2 separate regions of the Capsicum annuum genome follow, and region 1 is linked to region 2. Evidence: chromatin contacts called from public Hi-C data. All regions are on one chromosome and are shown on one strand. Each heading gives the region's core, a stretch centred on a gene start, on an enhancer-like site or on the middle of the called end of the contact. The rest is flanking DNA. Distances are from core to core; before and after follow the strand shown.

Region 1 (2,700 bases), core at 59-2,558, 88 kb after region 2:
TTTTATGTGTTATTGGTTTGGTTTATCGATTTTTAAATATGTGAAACCAATAACCAACCAATAAAATATTTTCTTATTGGTTTCGGTTTATTGATTTTTTAATCCTTAACGATTCGGTTTTCGGTTTAACCAATAAAAAAATACTTAGAAAATAAAAATAGTAACAACTAACATAAAAAGACAAAATCTTAGTTACCGACAAAATCCTATGCAATACATTTTAGTTTACAAAAATCTTCAAACTTGAACTGAATGTTAGTTCAAAAAAAAATTGAATCCTAATTGTTGGAAGCTATAAATGCTTCAAGCTTTTCAATACGCCAATATCCGAGTTTTATGTTGTGCCTTTGTTGCCTTGAATAGGTTAATACTTTGTGAATCACTGAATTGTGAATAAGTAGTGCATATAATATATATACATACATATATATATATAGAGAGAGAGAGATTTATATATATATAACATAAATAGGATGTAAAACAATAGTTTAGTGTATCCTTATTGGGTTATCGGTTTAACCGATAACCCAGTAAGCTAAAATCAAAATCGAACCGTTTACCCAATAATTTTTTTTATAAAACCAATAAGAAATCGTTAACCCAATAACCCAATACCAGTAACCTAATAACATTTTTATTGGTTCGATTTATCGGTCGGTTTGATTTTTGCACACCCCTACTGAACGACCCCTAACAGGTAGGGCTGGACATAAGATACCGAAAATCGAATTACTGAACCAAACCGAACCAAAAAATTTGATAATTGGTATTTGGTAATTCGGTATTTGGTATGATATTTGGGAATAAAATTTTAATATTTCGATATTCGGGATTGAGTTTGGTACAAAATATTAATACCGTTTGGTATTCGGTATTTATTCATCTAGCTTGGGAAATATGAGATCGGGTATGAGATAAAGGCTGAGAGTTCAGCCGTTGTAGTATTAGATTTAGGTATCGTTTGGTTTGAAAATGTTTATCCTGGGATAACTTATTCCATCATGTATATGGGATAAGTTATCCCGGGACTAAGGGGAAAATGGTGGAATAAGTTATCCCGGGTTGGATTAATCTCTCCAACCAAACAAAGGAAAATGTGTTCTTTTATTTTATTCCGAAATAATTAGTTATCTCGGGATAACCATTTTCAAATCAAACAACCCTTATAACCTAACAAAAATGTGTTATCAATACCAGCAAATGCTTATAAACAAAAGAAAAAGATTTTATTTCCATCAAAATTGATTGGTGTCACATATATATGGACCAAAATCATAACTGTTTCTGATGGATAAACTTAACAGAATTACAGATTATGAAATCTATGAATGGGTCCTATGCATGTACGTTATGTTTTTGGATTGTGACTAATGTCCTACATAACGAATTAAGATTTTCATGGGTCAAATAAATTATAATATATCAAAGACTCTTGTCAACAGACAAACACCATCACAATCTTTCATTACAAGCTTAGCATAATTATTTTTTTAAATAACAATTAGAAAAAATAAACGATTTAAATTATCTTTTATATACCATCAAAGTCAATTTCATGAAAAAGTTTATCACGTTATATGCATTATGATTTTCAAATTTGATTTTATCACACAAGTTTAACAACTAGATTAGAAAAAGAGTGATTTGTGTGCGAGAGGGAAGAAGATTAACAACAAAAAAATGAAAGAACGAAAGGTACAAGATTACTGGCAAGTGATATACGCAGTTGAAGGGAAGGCTAAAGTAGAAATAAAAGAAAAATACTTAAAAAAAAAAAGAAAAAGTGAGAAAGTGTACATTTAATTTTAATAAAAAGTAAAAAACTAGTAAAATTTTAATTTTGTCTTCTTCTTCACTCTCTCATCATTTGCCACATCAGTCTTTAGCATGCAAATAATTCTATTTTAATTAGCGCTGTCAATACGGGCGGGCTCAGCCCATTCGGGTTAATCTATGTGAGCTTTGAAATTTTACGAGTCAGGTTAGGCTGATCCATCAACATGACAAATTAGAAAATAGCAAGCCCAACTCATCACAATGTGGGCCACCTTCACGGGCTAACCCACTTTTTAAAATATATTAATTTTATAATTTTAATTTTAATTTTAAATTATTAATTAAATAAATATTTACAACTAATATTACATGAAGTTACTACTTGTTAATCAAATCTCAAATTTACAAAAAAACCCTAATAATCTGTGAAATTAAATAACTTTTAATATCAATTTCAATCCAAATAGAGATGTTGAAAAACAAACAAAATTGTTAATGAGTAATAACATAACTAGCTGAATAGCAATATTAACCTAATTTTGTTTTGATTGATCACATTAAACTACAAAGAAATGTCAATATTTAGTCTATTAAAAGTGAAAATGAACTTCTAAAAAAACAAACACATGACACTTATGGTGTGTTGAACATCGCCACATCATCTTCATCAAACATATTTAATTACTTAAAAAATGCAATAGTTATATTTGAATTATTTATATATTTTATAAATATATTTAATATCTAAATATTTATAATGATTCAAATAGACTTTGATTTTGAACTCTTTTTTTTATTCTTAGTACTCTATTCTATTTTTTCATTATTTTTTATTTAGTCCATGGGCCAGCCCAACTATGGGCTTATATGGACCGAGCTAAAAAATCCTATTCTTAAACGGGCTGCAAAAATCGTAGCCCAACC
Region 2 (2,700 bases), core at 140-2,639:
ACTACAACCGTACAACATTTAAATTTGAAACTTCTAGAGCTCTCAGTAAATCTTGTCCTTCGATTTCTGTTACTCTCTGTCATATTATGGTATTACAGTTTCTGTTCGGTTACTATATGTTGTTTTTCATTATTCTCTGATGTTTCTTGTACTTTCACCACCTATTTTACTGTATTGTTTTTCCTTGAGCCGAGGGTCTATCGGACACTCTACCTTCCCGAGAGACCCCACTTTGTGAGACTACACTACACTGGGTATGTTGTTGTTGCTGTTGTAAAGCTCTAAGCAAAGTGAAACTACACTTCTTTATAACAACTATGCTATATGATTGTAGATTGCATCACTAAAACCTGATAGAACTTATAGATATCCAAATCACAATAATAGTACCAAAGGTCCATGCAATCAAGCACACCCAATAACAACAACATACGCAGTATGGTCCCACAAGTGGGAACTCGCAAGGGCAGAGTATACGCAGACCTTAACTCTACCTGTTTCCAAAAGACCTTCGGGCACAAAGACACAACATTTATCAAGACATACAACAAAAACAAACAGGTAACATAGTAATTCATCAAAAGTAAGAACACATAAATAAAATATACCTGACAAATCAAACCACCCAGAATATATTTCCAATTTTCAGCTAGAAGATTGATCTCTGTTGTCACCTCCGCACAAAATCTCTTCCACAACTACTCTCCACCAAAGAAAAAAAAAATACAACAACCAACACAATCAACAAAAACTGGATCTTCACAAAAAAAAAATTAAAAAAAAAAAAATCACACAAGAAAAAGGCTCACCTTAGAAGCCTCGCGACCAATGTAAAAAGACATATCTTTATCTGTACCAACCAAGGCCATATTACATCACAAACCAACCATCTTGTTGGTCAAATTCGTTCAACCTAAAAAAAAACCTCCTTTTTAATTCCAAGCAAATTCTAATACCTCTTTTTTCCTTTTTCTTTTTCTGTCACAAAAATTCAATTCAAACAATTTTTTCAATTGAAAATAAATAAAACTAGAACCCGATCGGCACCGAAAACCCCTTAAATCGATTTACAATGAGTGTACAAAGACGGAAACTTTGGTAAATTTTCTCCGAGAATAATCCGGTACAGTTTGATTATTTCTCTCTCTAAAAAGTGGGTTTGCGATTTTTTCTCTCTCTAGAAACTACCTTCTCTCACCCTTTTTTGATTTCTCCTTTGTCTGCTAAAACGCGAGTTCAACACGGAGGACAGTTGAGAAGAGAGAAGAACAAATATATATGTATATAAAGATTTTTGCTTTTTTTTTTTTTGGAAAAGAAGGGGAAAAAGATAAAAGAAAATTCCAATTGGGAAAAAGGGAGGAAATTGGAGACTTGATAAAGACATTTCAAGTTTAAAAAAAATCAAAAACTTAAATATATAGTCAAACTCTTAAATTTTTTATCAGAATAAGTACGTAGTATAATTTTTTAATAGGCAGTATATAACAAAATTATTTAATCATATATTTATTTAGAAACTGTAATAATCTAAGTATCTAAATAAAGTAATTACCATTTAAATAACTGTTAATATATTCCGCCATAAAAAAAGGCTATACCTCTCATAAATGAATTATTTTTGTATGTTATTTCAAAAAATATATAGGAAAAACTTTATGAGGTAATTAATAGAACTACTCCGTTCATTGGATCTGAATTATTTTGTGTGTCTCAATTTATATGAGTTATTTTTTATGTTAATTTATTTCTAAAAAAATGATATATTCTCTTATTTGAGAATAACTTAACATGGATTGTAGTACAGTGGAGGGTTGCTACACCCTTAACAAGAGGTGAGTATGAAAAAAATCTTGTTGGTAGTGCTACTCCAAACCCTGCAACGCGTGATTCAAATTAATTGAAGCTTCAATACGGACATCGAACACCGGATGAAAAATTTTAAAAAAATAACTATAAGATATTTTTATTAAATAATTTATCACACAAATAACTAGTACTTATTTTAGACTTCAAATTAAAAAAAAAAAAAAAAGTATCCTAAATTTTGTTCCAAATCAAATTAACTCCCATAATTGTAACACACGGAGTAATAAACTACAATATGAAATTTGAATTGTGATAATTAAATATTCAATAATTCACTTAACTAAATAAATTTGTCCTTATTCTCTTTTTGTTGCTCTTTAATTATTTATGGGGATATTCTAAATATTTCTTTTTATAATTTCAAATTTAAAATATTATTGTTTAATTTTAATTAGATATAATTATTAACATGTACATTAGTTTAGATCAGTAATCATTGAACTTTCTAAGTTAATGGTTATACAGTTAGGAGTTGTTTGGTTGATGATATAACCAAACAACACTAATAGAAATTAATTATACAAATTAAATCATGTATTATATTATAGTTATTTTATTATCTATCTAACATAAAGTAATTATATGAATTGATTGAAATTTTTTACATATTTTATTTATGTGAATTGTTAATTAATAACTTACAACATATTTGATATGCTGATTTTTTATAAAATAATTTTAAAAAAATAGTTTAATATATGAATATTTTTTTCCTAACTAAATAACCAATGTACTTCTTTCTTGTTACGCTAATTAACATGCTTACAAACACGATCTTTTGTATAATTAAAAATAATAAACTTAATCTCTTTTAATAACCTTTGAACGTTG

The links. Hi-C and Micro-C count contacts between places; a contact is called where the count stands out from the background.
Region 1: a contact with region 2 is called in a Hi-C map of placenta, with 4 times the contacts expected there. The contact joins the enhancer-like site here to the promoter of LOC107842870 in region 2. A contact is called at or near these places in 2 of 5 Hi-C or Micro-C datasets (leaf and placenta).

The regions. Positions count from the first base shown.
Region 1 is chr9:45,354,408-45,357,107 of UCD10Xv1.1, forward strand. No RefSeq gene overlaps it. Among protein-coding and RNA genes, the nearest start is that of LOC107842870, 88 kb to the left of the region's middle. Within about 2 kb of position 1,309, at least 1 of the 5 cell types and tissues checked has an H3K27ac peak or open chromatin away from gene starts, as enhancers often do.
Region 2 is chr9:45,266,535-45,269,234 of UCD10Xv1.1, forward strand. LOC107842870 (phosphatidylinositol:ceramide inositolphosphotransferase 2) reads right to left here and starts at 1,390. Exons shown (of 12, transcript XM_016686913.2): 1 at 810-1,390; 2 at 609-698. The coding sequence starts at 869.